4 separate regions of the Mus musculus genome follow, and all the other regions are linked to region 1. A link is a contact called in public Hi-C and promoter capture Hi-C data. All regions are on one chromosome and are shown on one strand. Each heading gives the region's core, a stretch centred on a gene start, on an enhancer-like site or on the middle of the called end of the contact. The rest is flanking DNA. Distances are from core to core; before and after follow the strand shown.

Region 1 (4,299 bases), core at 1,400-3,899:
GGGCAGTGCCAGCCCTGGACAGGTGGCCCTGGGTTTTATAAGAAAGCTAGCTGAGCAGGAGCCAGGCAAACAAGCCAGTGGGCAGTAGTATTCCACAGTCTCTGCTTCAACCTCTTGCCTTGAGTTCCTGCCTTGGCTTCCAGTGGTAAACTGTAACTGTAAGCTAAAATAACCCCCTTCCTCTCCAAGTTGCTTTTGGTCATGGTCTGTCATCACGAGTACAGAAGAGCAAATTAGACACAGGAGAATCTGAAACTCATTGATTCAGCTGGCCTGGCTGGCCAGTAAGCTTCCAGAATGATATTCTCTCTCTCTCTCTCTCTCTCTCTCTCTCTCTCTCTCTCTCTTCTCCTGACCTCCACTAGGGATTGGAGCCACACACTAGCACCCGGGCATTTTCCATAGGTTCTGGGGAATCAAAAGTCAGGGGTCCCCGCTTGCTCTGGCAGGCACTTTACTGAGCCAGCCATCTCTCCAGCCCTCCGATTGTTTTATTAGAGCTACCCTGTAACTTGCCTCTCTCCCAGCGGTGTGGAGAGAACAGATGACATCAGATAATGTATGTAAAGCACTTTAGAAATTACAGCATGCCATATAAATGCCAGGGGTAATTAAGAGACTATTATGGAGTGCATGGATACACGTGTTTATTTCAAGCACTTTAGCCTTTTAGCAAATGTGAAGGATATGGCCAGAACCCTTGTCAAAGTCCCAAATTAGATACTATCAACAGTATATAATTTCTCCCATAAAACACCACAATGTGTCACTAAAAAAAAAAAGCTAAATGGCCCTTTAAAATAGTTAATGATTCTATAAACACCAGCATCAAGCTATTTATAAAGTTATTTGTAAATGTCTGGAGCATTTGCCGAAAACTGTGAATTAATTTAGGTTTTTAAAACTGAATAAGGTTTGAACTCTAGTCCATGGGTTCAGATTCCCCCATTTTCTGTCTTAGAAACATATTCTTAGGTGTCATGGCATGCATTTAGGAAGCAAAGGCGGGAAGATCAGGAGTTTAAAGTCATCCTTGGCTGTAATTTTCCCAGCCTGAGATAAATGAGACCTCTCTTAAAAGACAATAAACCGTGAGCTGGGGTGATCCCTTAGTGGGTACAGCATTGGCTTCAAAGGAGTGAGGACCTGTGTTCAGATTCGCTAGAATCCACACACAGCCAGACGCAGTAGCAGGCATCTGTACTCCAAGCAAGATGGGAAGTAGAGATGGGCTATCTTCAGTTTCTGAGCCAGCTACCCCAGCATATGCAATGGCAAACAATAAGAAACCCTGCCTCACACAAGGTGGAAGGCAAGGGCCAACACCAAAGGTTGTCTTCTGTTTGTAATAGAAAGTGGGATATGGAACAGGTACACATATTGAAAAAAAACATTTTGAGACAGAGTCAAGCTTTAGTCCAGGCTGGCCTCAAATTCCATATTTTCCTGTCTCGGGCTCTCTCAATACTGGGATTATATCACACAAGCTTGACCTCCTCTTGCAACATCATCTCTAGCCAAGATGGTGAGAGAGTTACTATGTAGCCCTGGCTGGCTTCAAACTCATCTCAATTCTCTTGCTTCTGTAATGATTCTCCATGCAGCACCAACACCCTTCAGACACCACACTTCAGACCACTATTCCACATCAAACTGCCTGAGTGATTATGACAAACACAGATGTGTGTGTGCGCGCTCGTGCATGTGTGTGCAAGTGTGTGTGTGTGTGTGTGTGTGTGTGCGCGCGCCAGTGCACATACATACAAAGGCCAAGAAGTCGCTCAACTGCCTCCCCTCTGTAACGTTTCAAACAGCTTCTCTCACTGAACCTTAAGCTTATCATTGGGGCTAGGATAGCTGCACAGCAAGTTACTGGAATTGGTCTTATCTTGGGTTTTGAGAGGTGGGGTTACAGGCACAACTGGAAATTTGAACTCATGTCCTCACACTTTCACAGTTCTTTCCCACTGAACCATCTCCCCTTAATCATATTTTAAGAAAGTGCCTAGGGAGACCCATACAATAATTTTGTTTGTTTGTTTTCTCCTTATTTGGGGCCCATGTAACACTCAAAGCAGCTTTTGTTTGAAAATGATGACCCACCCTGCTTCAATGTTTTTGGAAGGAAAACGACTGAGCTTTCTCCCTAAACTTAAGAGCAGGAGGACCTCATCGCTATTTCCCAACTTTGCAGCCACATCTTGGGCTCACAGCCGGACCAACCTGGGAATCAAGGCAGAGAGTCACTCTGTACACCTGGCACTTTTGGCCTCGCCCCATTTCCCACAACTTCCAATCCCAAGCGTAGTTATTGTGACTGACAAACGATCAGAGCACTTCTAATTGGTTGCGAAGGGCTTCAGCTCCTCCTCCTCAATGGCCCCACCTCCCTTTCATTCTGAAAGAAAGAAGTTTGCTCAGCAGTCCAATAAGAAGCTCCCTCATCGAAAAGATCCCGCCTTTTTCGGCACCGGCTCCGCCCCAAGGACCACAGGAGTGCCCGCCTCCTCCAAGGCACGCTTGTCCAGTAAAAAAGCGCGCTGCCCAAGATAGAAGACTTCCCAACCAATAAAAGAGTTTCTGCGCGGCGCCGCCCCGCCCTCCGCGCCTTCCCCTCCGCCCCTCAGCCGGCCCGGCGAGTGAGGGCCTCGGGGCGGCGGCGGCGGACGCAGCCTGAGGGAGCGGCGGGCGGGGCGGCGCCTGGCCCGGCAGGGCCGCGCCGGCTGAGGGGCGTCCATGGCGCGCGGGCCCCAGCGGGGCGCGGCCGCGGCCTGAGGGCGGCCATGTCCGGGGTGGTGCGGACCCTTAGCCGCTGCTTGCTGCCGGCCGAGGCCGGAGCCCGCGAGCGCAGGGCGGGCGCGGCGCGCGACGCGGAGCGCGAGGCCCGACGGCGCAGCCGCGACATCGACGCGCTGCTGGCCCGCGAGCGGCGCGCGGTGCGGCGGCTGGTCAAGATCCTGCTGCTGGGCGCCGGCGAGAGCGGCAAGTCCACCTTCCTCAAGCAGATGCGCATCATCCACGGCCGGGAGTTCGACCAGAAGGCGCTGCTGGAGTTCCGCGACACCATCTTCGACAACATCCTTAAGGTGACGCGCGGCCCCGCCCACACACACCTGGTCCAGGTGGCGCGCGGGCCCCGCCCCCTTTGTTCTCCACGGACCCGCGACCCTGCCACCCGGCGCCCCTCCCTTCCAATAGGGACCTCAAGCAATGCAGTTGGGGTTACTCCCGTGACCTCCCAGGGGCGCGATAGATTTGCAGAGCCCTGGACGCTTGGGGACCGTGGGAATGCAAGCTGGACCACTCTCAGGGACTTGGGTTACAAATAGGGTGTTAGGGCTGGACACGTGGATTGAGGGTCGCCAACTCTCCCTGTCCCTCCAGCATGCAAAGTTTATAGTGTAGGTTGGAGGACATCAGCCTTCGTTTTTTATTTGTAAATGAGAATTGACCATTTTATTCCCCCCACCACACACACACACACACATTATATCATATACCCCAGACTGGCCTTGAACTCACTCTGTAGCTAAGAATGACCTTGAACTCCTGATCCTTTCTCTCCTCAACTTCTCAAATCCTGGAATTACAGAGGAGGAGGGCGCTGTGTCACCATACTTTGTTCGTGTAGTGCTGGGATTGAATCCAGAACTTCATGCGTGCTAGGGAGGACATTACTAACTAGACTAAGTTGCCAGTGTTTGTATTTTTGAGATAGGGAGTCATGAAGCCCAGGCTGGCCTTGCCATGTAGACAAGGCTGACCTTAAACTCCTTATCCTTCTGACCCGTCTCCCCAGTGGTAGGATTACAGGCATGTGCCACCCATACTTTGTTCTTTAAACCTTTTAGTATGGTGATTTAACATACACACCAAGTTAGGTGAGATGTTAGAAGGAGCTTCGAGACACCCACTACCCAGCATTGAAACAAGGGTCAGTTCTGTGCCAATCGTGTTCGTCCCTAACCACCTCCCTACCTGTACCCCCGGCCTCACCCCGACCCCAGTCTCCAAGTTAATCCAAGATATATAGTTGTATTAGAAAACATCTTGGTATGTGACACTAAACCTGCTTTAAAAGCATATGTACAGGACCATTATAGAACTAAAAAAAGGAAGAGGAAAAAAAAAATTAGACTAGGAATATGGTTCAGTGGGAAAGCACCAGTCTAGCAAGTACAAGCCCAAGGCGTCCAACCTCTACACTGCAAAACACAAAAACAAAGAACCTTCCAGAAGCCTTCTCATGTCATTCAGGGTCCACGTGTCCTTCATTGTTGCATAGTTGTTTTGTCTGTT
Region 2 (4,576 bases), core at 412-2,911, 440 kb after region 1:
ATCTGGGGCTCTGTTACACTTCTACACAATAGATTGTAGTCCTGGAAAATAAAGGGAACTAGACGCAGCTACAGCCAAGCTTAGGGCTTTAAAAACTTTAGAGGCACCAGCAGGGAGACTGAGAGGCATCCTAGGGCTCCAACCTTGGAGCCTTCAGTCCACTCCATGGAAATCATTAGACATCAATATCTGGAGAGGCGAGGTCTTTACTGTGAAATAAGAAAGGCCTTCCCTGATGGAGTCGAGACAGGGTTTCTCTGTAGCCCTGGCTGTCCTGGAACTCACTTTGTAGACCAGGCTGGCCTCAAACTCAGAAATCCACCTGCCTCTGCCTCCCGAGTGCTGGGATTAAAGGTGTGCGCCACCACACCCAACTGTTCTGATGGAGTCTTATTAATAACCCTCTTCTTCTCCCAGATATTTTTTTGCTTTTCCTTTACTTGAGATAATGTATCTATATGCAGTTTAGGTTGCCTTTCTTTTTTCTTTTTCTCCTTCTTTCTTTTTCCTTTCTTCTTCTTCTTCTTCTTCTTCTTCTTCTTCTTCTTCTTCTTCTTCTTCTTGTTCTCCTCCTCCTCCTCTTCCTCCTCCTCCTCCTCCTCCTCCTCCTCCTCCTCCTCCTTCTTCTTCTTCTTCTTCTTCTTCTTCTTCTTCTTCTTCTTCTTCTCTCTCTTCCTCCTCCTCTTCTTCTTCCTCCTCCTCCTCCTCCTCTTCCTCCTCCTGCAGTTCTAGACTCAGTCCTCATATTCAGCCCCGGGTCAGACACTGCTCCTGTGTGCTCTTACATCCTTGCTTCCCTCTGTCAGTCAGAGGGCCAGGCCTGGAGGTATGTATGTTCAACTTAGCTCCTAGGGAGGCTGAGGCAGGAGGATGTTCTGCCTTAGCTACAGAGTGAGTTCAAGGCTAGCCTGGCTAACTAGACCCCGAGTCAAAATAAATACATAAAGCTCAACGTCCTGGTGTGCATCTTCAATCCCAGCACTCAGGAGAGAGAGGCAGGCAGATCTTTGAGTTTGAGGCTAGCCATAGTGAGTTCCAGGACAGCCAGGGTTATATATTGAGACCCTATCTCCAACAATATACAAATAAATAATAAAGGGCTGGTGATACATAGCACAGTGGTAGAGGGCCAGCTCAGCATGTGGGAGCCTATGGGCTCAATCCCCAACAGAAAGGAGAATGGCCTGGTTATCTGCAAACAATTATGGAATGTTGTTCCTCATCAGTAATCTTCAGAGACCTATTATAGTCAGAAGACCTACTCTCTAGCCATGTTTCACGCTCCAAATCCCAGAAGGTACTAGAACACTGTTCTAATGTCCGTAGCACCTTTCACAGGGGCTGCCCCGGAATTCACAGAGCATGTGTGAGTGGGCAAGCGAATGCAAAAATGAATGGCAGCGTGGGTCAGAGGGTGGGCAAGAAGATGAGTAACAGCTGCTGGCTAAGAGCGGGGAGGTGGGTGCGCACTGGAGGGAGGTGGCACTAAGCAGCTGGGGCGGTACTCGCGCTAGCACTCAGTCTTGGACCAGAGCTGCTGAACGCTGCCCCGGCCGCGGCCACGTGGTTGGGGCGTGGCTCGTGGGTAGGGGCGTGGTCTTACTGCTTGGGGTGAGCGGAGGGGCGTGGCGAGGTTGGCATGGGCGTGGCCACGCCGGACAAGAGCTGGCGTGGGCGGGGCTGGCCGGGCGGGCGCGGGAGGAAGTCACGTGGGCGAGCGGGCTCACATGACTGGCCGCGCGATGGACCCGCTGCCCTCGCCGGCAGTCGCTGCAGCTGCTGAGGCGGAGGCTGACGAGGAGGCGGATCCGCCGGCGACAGGTAGGGCACGCGGCCCGATGGCCCTGTGCGGAGAGCCAAGTGCTTCACACTCGGGGACCACCTGTCAGTGCCACACCTCGCCTGGCCGGGGTGGGGGGGTGGACATTCTTGGGGCCAGCCTCTTCCCGCTGCTCCCTGGGACGCTGCTCTTCAGCCCTCCGTTAGCGAGCGGCCGTGTGGAGTTGCACCTGGGTCTTTTCTGACCCCACTTTGGAGACGTGGTCTAGAGAGTGGTTTATATTCATGTGTGACCATGTCCAGGGAAAGGGATGTGTCTTTGGTATCAGACTCTTTTTCCTGGGGTCCCCGGCTTTGTGGACTGTGGGGACGCATCCATGTGGCCAGAGGCGCAAGGGTGGAGCTGGGCCTGGTGTGTGCCAGCCAGGTCTGGCCAAGTGTCGCTGAGTATGGCCATCTAGAGCATTGGTGGAAAGACAGGTTCTTCTCTTGGGACGAAGGGTTTAGGGTAGTACTTTTAACCCCAGGGGAGGGAGGAGGATGTCAATGAACGCCTCTGAAGAATGGAGAGAAGGTGAAACTCCCCTCGGAGTTGGTCAACAGTCTTTGGGTCTTGTTGGGTAAAACATTGTATTTTTGAGGTTGTATGTTTGAGCCACCACTTAAGTCCCTATACCTGGGCGCCTTGAGAAAGGGAGACTGATCCAGAGCTACTTATGCCTTTTAAGAATGCTTTTTTAAAAAAATATTTCTAACTGTGTATATGTATGTGTGTGTGTGTGTGTGTGTGTGTGTGTGTGTGTGTGTGCGCGCGCGCCCTTGGAGGACAGATGTGTTAGATTCCCGAGAGGCCAAAGTTTCACCTGCCTGTTAGCCACTCAGTAGAGCTGCTGGGACCCAGACTCCTGTCCTCTGCAAGAGCTCTGGAGCCTGTGCTCTGAGCCCCTGCCTGACTCATAAAGCAATTCCTTGTGGCTTGTAGCAGTGGTGATGGGTTAGAGCTCTCTTGGCAAATTTGGGATCTTCCATATTACTTCCTAGAGAACTCAGCTAATGGCTGACGTTAGGAAGGATTTCGTCTAGATTTTTGACAGATCTTGGGCAGTGGTGTGACTTGTGTGTTAGTCACAGCCATGTAGTCCTTCACGATTGACAGGCCATCCCAGTAGCCACGTAAGTAGGAAAATGGGTTTTTCAACCTGTCACTTCCTTCTGTATGTATGAAACTTGGCACCAAGCTGGTGATGTGGCGAAGGAGATTTTCTTCCTTCTGCAAGAAACTTAGTTGGAGTGTGTCTTGGTGGAGCCTTTGGCTGGATGGACTAGAGTCAAAACACCTTTGGGAATCACTCTTGGGAAAACGTATTCTTGTGTGTGTGATGTTCTTGAGAACAGTGTGGCATGGCACAGGGATGGCAGTCAGAGGACAGCTTTGTGGAGTCACTTCTCTCTTCCACTGTTCCTTGAGTTCTAGGGATGGAGCTTGAGGTGGGTGGGCTTGTGTGTGTGAATGCAGGTAGCCACTGAGCCCTCTCACCTGGTCCCGAGGATGGCTTTGCTTTCAGAGGTAAAGAGCTCAGGCAGCGAACTTTCACAGGTTGATTTTCACTTCACTTCCTCTTCCTCTTCCTCATCCTCTTCCTCCTCCTCTTCCTCTTCCTCCTCCTCCTCTTCCTCCTCACCTTTTGCCTAGTAGCCTCCACCTTCACAGTTGGCTGATTTTTGACATCTCAAAGGATTAACTAGTGTGACTTATGGGTACATAGCAGATTTCCACTTTGGCTACCCCTTCAGAGCTGCCGGTAGTAGTCATGCGTAAAGTAGTGTTTGTGTTTGTAGCGGTTTGGAACTGCTGGGAGGAAAATGGGCTCATTGTGGTTTTCAGCACACAGATCCATTATTCGAAAGGTGAACCGTGTATACGCTGCAGGAGATTGGTCCTCAGGAGAACTGAACTTAGTGTGCTGACCTGCCTGGTCTTGAGCTCATAGAGGTCAGCCTCTGTCTCCTGACTGCAGGGATTAAAGGCATGTGCCACCACAATCAGCCTTATTTGTTTATTTTTGAGACAGTGTCTGCTATGTAACTCAGGTTGGCCTCAAACCCATAGTCCTCCTGTTCTCCGTATCTTGTCTTCTGGATGCTGAGATTGTAGGTACATGCTATCACACATGGCTGCACCTTGTGTGAGCAGAGGTCAGTGGTCCAGAGCAAGTTACACTTGCCGAAAACAAAGTGTCACAGCCTCCATAGTCCGTGATGGAGCATTCACAGGCTGGCCTCCCTGTTCAGACGGTAGATAGCATCTACCTAAGCCAGCAACCCTAGGCTGACGGTTTCCATGTCTCTTTCAAGTTGCCTGGCTCTTTTTTGTCTGCTTCCACTTTTAAGGACCCCTGTGAATAGGGGAGGCACCCAGAAAATGAAGATTTGTGTTCTTATGTTCACTTCAGAACAGCCTCGAATTTCACTGTAATTCTAATTCCTTTTGCTGAGTGAAAGTAAGAACATCACCTTTTCTGGGACTAGGATGCAGACATCTTTGGGGTCTTATGTCGCGTTCATCACAAGAAGATATCCTAGGAGTGGAATTGCTGGCTTCTAGGATTTGCACACTTGCTGTCTTTGACTGATGGAAGGCTGGTGCCATGGCTCAGCCAGCAAAGGGACCTGCTTGGGTGTCCTATGTTTGATTCTCAAATGGGACGGATGGAGAGAGTTAAGAACATTTAATTTTGTTTTAATATCCATTATCTTGATTAGTAATGAATTTCAGTTCCTTTACCTCCTTCCTGGT
Region 3 (4,759 bases), core at 497-2,996, 270 kb after region 1:
TCGATGTTCCTCTCATCCTAGGAAAGATGGAGGTGGAGTGGGCTGACCCAGTTCCCCTGCTCAGCCACATCTGTCTTGTTTACCTTCCTTCATCAAGGAGACAGGCACTGGGTGTGTGTGTGTGGGGGGGGGGGAGCACTAAGGGGAGGAGGTGACAGAGGTCAGCATTAGCAACTCCAGCACGTGGCTGTGAAGCACAGAAGGCCACTGGCTCAAGGTAGCCAGGGGGTTAGAACCTGTCCACACTCCTGACTTGTGGGCTTTGACCCCAGCCCTGAGTTCTGGTACCAACCAGCACTGTATTGCACATCCAGAGAATTTGAAGATGGACATCTCGTCCCAGCAGCATCCCTACATAGGGGAAAGGAGAAGGGGAAAGCCATGAAGCCGGCCTGCAGTCTCCTAGTGGGCCCTGCGGCCCAGGGCTTTAGTGTGTGTGGTTTTGAGAGACTGTCACAGGGACCTGGGACTTGCCAGGGTCTCCTGACTGGCTGGCTGGAGACCCCAGCACAGACCACTGTGTTCTGTGCCTTGCACAAGTGCTGGGCATCAAACTCAGATCCCCCTACTTGCGCAGCAAGCACTTACTGATGGTACTTCTTCCCCATGGCCCTCCAGGAAGGTGAGCATGTGGGGTCTGCAGACTCTGCACCCAGCCAGGCAGGTCCAGCAGGCTCACCCCAGGGAATCTCTGTTGCTCTGGGCTGCCCCCTGCAGGCTCAGCCAACCCTGCCATGCTAGTGAGCCATCTCTGTGTCCTGCTTGACCTTGGTACCCATAGCTCCCTGCCAGACTGTGTCCATCCGTGCAGCGGTATCTGGGAAGAGGCAAAGCAGGCCAGAGGCTCAGCCCTGCCAGGGCCTGGAGAGAAGAACGGTGGCAGAGGGGACCCACGGGGACAGGAGAAAAGGAGACACGTGCTTGTTACACACTCATCTGCAGGCTTTACCCCCAAGGCTCTGGGCCCCCACCACAGCTACACTGTGACCCAACTTCCCCCTTCAGAGAGTCCCAGAGGCCCCCATAACCGCCCCCACAGACTTGGGCTTCTCTCCTCCATCCTTGAGGTGGCCTCGAGGGCCCCAGTGGATCCTTCTCATTGGCTCAGCCCAAGAGGCAGCCGGCCAGGAGAGGCGTGGGGGTGTGGGAAAGGCCCTCCCCATCTGTAGACTGGACACTGGAATGTGCTGAGCAGAGCCAGGCCTAATCCCCATTCATCCCCTTGAGGCCACTGAGCCACTGCAGCGGGGCAGCCCTGGGATGGAAGGGGACTGGATCAGGGACACATTCCCAGTATGGTAGACAGTTGATGGATGGTCAGACTGAGGTCATAAGGTCAGCCAGGGTTCTATAGGAGGACACACTTTCTTCACTCTTTGAGACCGATGGGGTCAGTGTGAGGCTCTGGAGTATGGGAGTTGGGGGGGGCCCTGGTTACACCCTCCCTACAAAGATGGGTGATGTATCCCCAGATGTGCACAAGACCCTGAATAGTGCTGGTGGCAGAGCTAGGTAGACCTGGGGAAGTATGTTGAAAGGACCAGTGTATTCACTGATGAACCCAGGGCAAGAGCGCTGCCACTAAGCCATGTACCCAGCCCCCTCTCCAGCAGGGTTAGCCTGAGGGGGGAGGAAAAATGGGGCACAGAGGTCCATGTGACCCAGACAAGGCCCCTAGAGGTGGGGCCCCCATGCCCCGCCCCAGCGGGCTCTGCTATATCTCCAGCTGCCTCATCCCCACACCCAGTGGCTGAGGGCAATGACACTGCAGGTGGGTAAGATCCACAGCCCAGGGAGGTTGCAAATGCTGGAGAAGGAAGTGGAGTGGGGGGGTGGGCGCCTGGTGGGGCCACCTACTCCACTATAGAGCTGGGAATGTTTATAGCTTCTCCTCAGCCCCCAAGCAGAGAGGCTGTGGGGGTAAGGTTGGACCACCACACCCAGAGCAACATGGAAGTAGAGGCTTGGGCTTGGTGGGAGCCGGTGTCCCTGAATAAACAGCACACTTGATGGGGAGGAAGGAGGTTGCAGCCCTCTGGGGCTCTGTCCCCTGTGTTTTGCCTTCAGTTCGAAGCCTTCTGTGCAGGGGGTCTGGCCCCTGGCTGGAGCCTGACTGTCCAGGGACATGCAGATGCTGGAGAAGAGAAGTAAGAGCCTCCCTCGCTGGGGTCGGGACCCTCCAGCCACACTCCTGACCCTAATCACACTCTCCACCCATAGGTTCGAGATCAACTTCTTAACAGACGCCGGAGACATCGCCTTCCACGTCAAACCTCGATTCTCCAGCGCCACGGTGGTGGGCAATGCTTTCCAGGGAGGACGGTGGGGGCAGGAGGAGGTGTCCAGCATATTCCCACTGACTCTGGGAGAGCCCTTTGAGGTGATGGGGTCTGTGGGAGGAAGGAGAGGTGGGGTGGGACACCTAGGACCCGTGAAGACAGGGACTGCGGAGGATAAATGCATGGGCTGGTGCACCCTGCTGGGCCGAGTGGCCTCCTTTCACGGAGTTTGTTCACAGGGTGTCTCTCTCTCTCTGGCTACTAACCACCTTCTCTTGGTGAAAAGAGGGATCCCCAGCTAGGAACTCAGGACCAGGTGGTCCACACCATGCTTTGCCAAGTAGCCAGGGTTGTGTTTTATAAAATGCGGCAGGAGGGAGCACCTTGGTGGGCCAGGCCAATGAGCACCTTGGTGGGCCAGGCCAATGTGTCGTCGTCCCCGTCCCCCCCCCCCCCCCCGAGGAATCAGCACCGTGCAACAGGCCTAGTACAAAATGAAGTTTATTGGAGGGAAAGGAAGGCAACGTGGAAAGGGGATAGTGGCAGAGAAAAGGGGGCAGAGAAGGACAGAAAGACAGAGGAGAGAAGACAGAAAGAGGAAGAAAGGTAGAGGCTGGCTGAGAACACGTGGAGAAGAGAGAGAAGAGAGGGAGAGAGGGAGAGACAGAGACAGAGAGACAAAGAGGAGCCAAGCTGAATGAATAGTCCTGGCTCACACTTGGCTGCTGTTGGGTGGAGCCTGGAGAGATTGCTGACAGCCAAGAAGGCTTCTGTGGTTGGGGCCCAGAGACACCCCCCACACACACACACTTTCCCTTCCCCTCAGATGGAGGTGAGTGCAGACGCAGAACACTTCCACATTTATGCCCAGGAACAAAAGGTGCTCCAGTTCCCACATCGGCACCGACCGCTGGCCACCATCACCAGAGTGCGAGTGCTCAGTGAGCATCGGCTGGCCCAGGTGGAGCTGGCCAAGCGGAGCCTGAGCTGGGGGTAAGGTGCCCGCCATGTCCTCACACACTAACCCAGGTGGAATTGGCCAAGTGGAGCCTGAGCTGAGGGTAAGGTGCCCGCCATGTCCTCACACACCATTCGGGATTCCTATCTGCCTGGTCCCTGGTTGGCTAACGTATGTCACCTTCTTCTGGCCTTGCACAGCTGTTTCCCTCCCTCACCCCCCAGTTGTCCACATCTGGTTAGAGCAAGCAGAGCTAAAACCAGAACCTTGGATTCTTGCAGCGATGGGGGCTACTGAGCAGACTGGACCACAGCCTACAAGAGCCAGCCTTGACCATCCTGCATCCCCTTCTACCTGGAGCCACGGGACACACACTACACACGTTATAGATGCTGGGAAGCTGAGGCTCTGTGTGAACCCCGAGCTTTACCTTCAATAAAATATGAGCAGGTTACAGTCTTGGCTGCTGTGGAGGTGGGGCTGTTCTGTGGGGCTGTGACAGCCACAGATGTGCCTGCCAGGAAAAGGGGCTTCCTGAGACCAATGCCCCAGGCGCTGGGCAGTCCCTCCCCTTGTCCCCAAGACCCTGGCTGGAGTCTGAGGCTCTATTTCAAAGGGTACTCACTCACTCTCTGACACTCACATGACCCTATCATGGGGTGAAACACGGTGGACAGGAGACTGTGGTGGGGCTTTCAGTCCCTTTTGGCACAGGGTTCAGTCTGGTCCTGTCTAAGACATCATTTCAGAAGCACCGAGCGCTTCCTGGAAGCTTCCTCCTCCCCCTGCTTCCCATTGGAGTCCTTCCTGTTTCCTCTGGTCCCACCTGGATGGGAGACGTGCTCCTGTCCCTGTAGTCTTCTATGTGTGCGTGCGTGCGTGCGTGCGTGTGTGTGTGTGTGTGTGTGTGTGTGTGTGTGTGTGTGTGTGTGTGTGTGTACAGACAGGCACAGGGCAGTGGGAGAAAGGGAGGGAGGACCCTGAGGACCACTGACAGGAACTGGGCTCAGCCTTCAGCTTCCCAGCTCTACTTCCACAAATCCTCCCCCCAGGTGACCAGGGAGAAAAGCTCTCCTGCCCTGGAAGAGCCAAGCCTTCCAACCACCGCCCAGGTGCTCCCTGGGTCAGGCCAGGCAGCCACAGAGGCTCACGGATAGTTTCCTTATGAGTGCAGGTGCATGTACCAGGACAGGACCTAGGACTTCCTCAAACTCTCTCTGACTTACTGCTCTAAGAAAGGATTTCTCACTGAACTGGAAGCTTGCTGTTTTGGCTAAGCTCCCTTACCAGTGAGCTCTGGGGGTCCATCCGTCTCTGCCCTGCTGCCCTGGGATTATAGTCATGGACAGCTTTTTATGTTGGTGCTGGGATTTGAACTTCATGCTTGCAGAGCAATCACTCTTAACCACTGAGTCATCCCCCAGATTATCTGTCTTTGTTCTTTTTAAGTGTCTGTCTGTCTGTCATCTACCCATTTTTTTTGTTTGTTTTGTTTTGTTTTGTTTTTCGAGACAGGGTTTCT
Region 4 (4,379 bases), core at 82-2,581, 290 kb after region 1:
GCTCAGTAGGAAAAGGAGCTTGCCACCAGTCCTGAATATCTGAGTTCAATCCCTGGGACCCATGTAGTGGAAGGACTCCCTGGCTCCTAAAAGATATCATTTTCAATTCAACCCATAACAAGCTCCATGCATGTGTGGACCTCCTCAGATAGGAAGGCTCGCACTGCAGCCCTGGCAGGGTCTGTTTTGTCAGAATCACGGCAGCCTGTTTCCTGTACGTTCTCAGATATTTCAGTGACGATTTCAGTGACTTTAATTGGAAAAATACATACTTTAGAGAAAGAGTTTTTTTTTATTTGTGTGTGTGTATGTGTGTGTGTGTGTGTGAGAGAGAGAGAGAGAGAGAGAGAGAGAGAGAGAGAGAGAGAGAGAGAGAGAGAGCAATTTTGTGTATGAGCACGGGGGCATAAATATCCTGGCCCATGTGACGGTCAGAGGGCAGCCTCGGGTATCTGAACTTGCCCTTCACCTTGCTTGTGACAGGGTCTCAGATTTTCTGCTGCACACACAGCAGAATAGGTGGCTTGTAAACTTCTAAGGATTCGCCTGTCTCTGTCTCTCTTGTCCCTTCACCCCCCTCCACCGGGTGTGCTGGATTATGCATGGAATCACAGCCAGTTTTCTGTGGGTGGCTGCTGGGGATTTGAACTCAGTTCCTCAAGTTTGTGCAGCCAGCAGTTTCTCACTGAGCCATCTCCTTGGCCCACTTTTCTTTCATTTCAGAGACAGGACCTTTGCTGACATCAGCAGCCTTTGCTGACATCAACAGTCATAGGTAGCATGGAATGGCCTTGTATTTCTAAACTTTCTGTCTCTGCCACCGCTCCTGGTTTATGTGGTCCTCTACCAACTGAGTCCCATCCTAAGCCCCTAATTAAAAAAGATTTATTCATTGTTATTTTATGTGTATGAGCGCTTTGTTTACACCTAAGTCTGTGCATTCCTTGTGTGCCTAGTGCCCAAAGAGACCAGAGACCAGTGTCAGATCCCCTGAAACTGGAGTTAGAAATGGCTGTGAGCCACCAGGTGGATTCTGGGAGCTAAACCTCAGTCTCTGCAACAGCAGCCAGTTTTCTTAACTACTGAGCCCCTCTACAGCTTCCTCTTAACCTGTCCTCTTATAAATGAGTTATGAAGAGGTTTTGCAAATATTTTGGGGAGGACACTGAGACCCTCCACTGGGGATGGGTTGCCACTCTGTGCTCTAGCTGAGTTCCTGCCAGTCTTGGGGAGAGGTAGGGAGTGGGAAGTGGGCACAGCCAGTGGCCGGATGGAGCAGAATCCAGACCTTGACAGTTCAGGGGAGGCCAGAGGGACCCATTGTGCTCTGGCCAACTGCCTAGAACATCCCGGAACTTGGAAATGGGGGCCACGTCCTCCTGAGAGCACACTAGGCTTCGTCTTTACAGAGGGGCAGAATCAGGGGTGGGGGTGGGGAATCGGCAGGCAGAACCATGATGTGTCAGGAGGTGGAGGGTACACTGACAGTCAGTGACCCAGGCTGGATGCCCCTGTCTGTGTTTGTGCCTTGAAGACCCCGCAAAGCTGTTCAATTCTTCTCCCTCCGGCCAGCATCTCTGCAGCCAAGAGCCCCTTCCTTCTCTGTGAACTCTGCCATGCTGACAGCCAGCCATTCAGAGCCTGTCATGGGCTCAGGTCCAGCTTAGGAGACAAAGCTGTCCCCAGGGCCACAGCCTGGCTGACCCTGGATGGGTAGTTGGCACTGCTGCTTGGGCAGCCCCTCACCATGGATACTACCACCCACATTCAGCTCAGAGGTGGCCATTGTCTCCCTGCCAGTGTGTGGCAAGCACCCAAGAGCCCAGGCTGGCATTGCCACAGTGGTGTCTCAGGCCACGGGATGGAAGGGAGTATTTTCCCACGCACTAGGATCCAGTGGTCCTGGAACAGTGACCTGGTAGATGGATGTCTTATTTAGGGTCTGTATCCCTGCACAAAACATCATGACCAAGATGCAAGTTGGGGAGGAAAGGGTTTATTTGGCTTACACTTCCACACTGCTGTTCATCACCAAAGGAAGTCAGGACTGGAACTCAGGTAGGTCAGGAAGCAGGAGCTGATGCAGAGGCCATGGAGGGATGTTTCTTACTGGCTTGCTTCCCCTGGCTTGCTCAGCTTGCTCTCTTATAGAACCCAAGACCACCAGTCCAGGGATGGCCCCACCCATAATGGGCCTTTCCTCCTTGATCACTAATTGAGAAAATGCCTTACAGCTGGATCTCATGGAGGCATTTCCTCAAGGGAGGCTCCTTTCTCTGTGATAACTCCAGCTTGTGTCAAGGTGACACACAAACCAGCCAGTACAATGAGGAAACTGAGGCCTGGGGAAGAAAGGTGTTCGCCCTCAGTGCCAGCAGGAACTGGACAGAGGCTGCCCTACGTGAAAGCCCACCTGTGGCTTCTGCTTGTCCTCGTTACTTGATTGACACTCTTCCCAGTCCCTCCCCATCCATCCAGACAGGCCACTGATCCTCTTGCTCTTGTCTTCCTCCTAACCCACCCAGGTTTCTCTTGGGAGGCCTCCATGGGCCATGTGGTCTTATGCATAGAACGCTATGGGGTCTGGCCCTGTGTGGCTCAGACTGAATGGTCCCTGAGGAATCTTCCAGGCCCTCTGTCTCTTCACTGGTTGAATCTCAACCAGGTAGCTTGGCTGCATTGGCTGGGACCTGGGTCTCAGATCAAGGATGCCAGGGCAGTCCATGGCTCTCTCTGCTGACTCACACCAGCATCAAGACCAGGCAGGTGGAGACTGTTCCACAGAGCATCCTGGCCAAGCAGGGTGAAGTGGAGGAGTCCGGGAAGAGGTGACAGATGGATAACTCTCTTCAAGTCTGTCCCTACCCTTTCCAGCAGGACAGTTATATGATTTGTGTGATACATACATATGTATGTGTATATGTATATATGTATATGATTTATTTATTTATTTCATGTATGAGTGCCCTTCCTGCATGTACAACTGCATGCCACAAAAAGGCATCAGATCCTATTACAGATGGTTGTGAACTATCATGTGGTTGCTGGGGATTGAACTCAGGACCTCTGGAAGAGCAGATAGTACTCTTAACTGCTGAGCCATCTCTACAGTACAACGTTGTGTATATTTTACTCTTTAAACTTTCATCAGTATGTTTTGTGTGTGTGTGTGCATGTGTGAGTGTGTGTAGGTACACCTGTCTACCACTGTATGTGTGGAGGTCAGAGGATAACTTTCAGGAAATCATTCTTTCCTTCAACGTTAAAATCTAAGGGCTCTTTCCCTGAAGCAGGCATTTAGCCGTGGCTTCTATGAAACCTTGGGCAGTCCATAGCCTCTCTCTCTGAAACTCAGTTTCCCTATCTGTACTGAGTTAAGATCATTTCAGTATAGTGGCCACAGATAGGCTGTGAGGGTAAATATAGATTAGCTTTTGAAGGCCGACTATCCATCTCTAAAAACCAGAAAGGAATGGAAAGAGGGAGAAAAGAGGAGAAGGAGAGGGAGGGGAGAGGAGGGGAAGGACAGGAAGGGAAGTGGAGGTAAGGAGAAGAGAGGAGAGGAAAGGGGAGGGGAAGTGACAGGGTGGGTAGGGAGGAGAAAGGAAGAGAGGAAAGGGAACGGGGTCTGGTAGGCCAGTAGATGATAGCCCATTCCTGCATCGGCTTCTGGAGCCTCTCTCTCTCTCTCTCTCTCTCTCTCTGTCTCTCTCTCTCTCTCTCTGCCTCTCTCTCTCTGTCTCTCTCTCTTCTCTCTCTCTGTCTCTCTCTCTGTCTCTCTCTCTCTCTCTCTCTCTTCAAGACATGGTTTCTCTGTGTATCCCTGGCTGTCCTGGAACTCACTCTGTAGATCACGCTGGTCTCAAACTCAGAAATCTGCCTGCCTCTGCCTCCCAAGTGCTCAGCCCCTGGAGCCTCTCTTGATGAAGGAATACATTCAGGCCAGGGAGCTGGAGAGATGGCTCAGCGGTTAGGAGCACTGACTGCTCTTCCAGAGGTCTTGAGTTCAAATCTCAGCAACCACATGGTGGCTCACAACCATCTGTAATGAGATCAGATGCCCTCTTCTGGTGTGTCTGAAGACAGCTGCAGTGTACTTACATATAATAAATGAATACGTCTGTGTGGGCTGGAGCGAGAAGGAAAAAGAAGATTAAAACAAAACAAAACTACATTCAGGCCAGTGGCAAACATCACCCGGGCCTCAGGATTCAGAATGCAAGGACCCCAGTTTGGTTGCAGGGGATTGTCTGTTGAGAGAATCGTCTTGGCCTAGGAATCCAGCGGTGTGAGCTGCAAGCACCTGTGACAGTGGTGGCTTGTTTGGATCCCACAGCTCACCAGACACTGCCTCTTAGGCAAGAGAAGGTGGCTTCAGA

The links. Promoter capture Hi-C pulls out the DNA fragments that hold promoters and counts their contacts. A called contact is a pair of places that touch in the nucleus more often than the background predicts. Capture Hi-C pulls out chosen DNA fragments and counts their contacts.
Region 2: a contact with region 1 is called in a promoter capture Hi-C map of liver. The contact joins the promoter of Snx8 here to the promoter of Gna12 in region 1. A contact is called at or near these places in 1 of 484 Hi-C or Micro-C datasets (natural killer cells) and 1 of 9 other capture datasets (liver).
Region 3: a promoter capture Hi-C map of liver shows a contact between it and region 1, with 2.2 times the contacts expected there. The contact joins the promoter of Grifin here to the promoter of Gna12 in region 1. A contact is called at or near these places in 2 of 39 promoter capture datasets (hippocampal neurons and liver) and 2 of 9 other capture datasets (liver and pancreatic islet).
Region 4: a contact with region 1 is called in a Hi-C map of cortical neurons, with 2.2 times the contacts expected there. The contact joins the enhancer-like site here to the promoter of Gna12 in region 1. A contact is called at or near these places in 3 of 39 promoter capture datasets (the 3T3-L1 cell line, the C10 cell line and hippocampal neurons), 1 of 15 datasets of contacts at CTCF or cohesin (pro-B cells), 9 of 484 Hi-C or Micro-C datasets (the Ba/F3 cell line, the N1E-115 cell line, cardiomyocytes and 6 more), 1 of 115 datasets of contacts at active chromatin or transcription factors (stem cell-derived neural progenitor cells) and 3 of 9 other capture datasets (adipose tissue, liver and pancreatic islet).

Annotation. Positions count from the first base shown.
Region 1 is chr5:140,828,781-140,833,079 of GRCm38.p6, reverse strand. Gna12 (guanine nucleotide binding protein, alpha 12) reads left to right here and starts at 2,649. Exons shown (of 4, transcript NM_010302.2): 1 at 2,649-3,086. The coding sequence starts at 2,784.
Region 2 is chr5:140,386,393-140,390,968 of GRCm38.p6, reverse strand. Snx8 (sorting nexin 8) reads left to right here and starts at 1,661. Exons shown (of 11, transcript NM_172277.3): 1 at 1,661-1,821. The coding sequence starts at 1,728.
Region 3 is chr5:140,562,054-140,566,812 of GRCm38.p6, reverse strand. Grifin (galectin-related inter-fiber protein) reads left to right here and starts at 1,746. Exons shown (of 5, transcript NM_030022.1): 1 at 1,746-1,771; 2 at 2,068-2,147; 3 at 2,221-2,380; 4 at 3,106-3,272; 5 at 3,519-3,624. The coding sequence starts at 1,760. The coding sequence ends at 3,534. It also overlaps Gm52800.
Region 4 is chr5:140,540,368-140,544,746 of GRCm38.p6, reverse strand. The region is part of intron 2 of Gm42808 (a long non-coding RNA gene); the gene reads left to right. Among named protein-coding and RNA genes, the nearest start is that of Gm42808, 7.2 kb to the left of the region's middle. Within about 2 kb of position 1,331, at least 36 of the 459 cell types and tissues checked have an H3K27ac peak or open chromatin away from gene starts, as enhancers often do. A contact at or near this core is called in cortical neurons, forebrain and stem cell-derived neural progenitor cells, where this site is marked.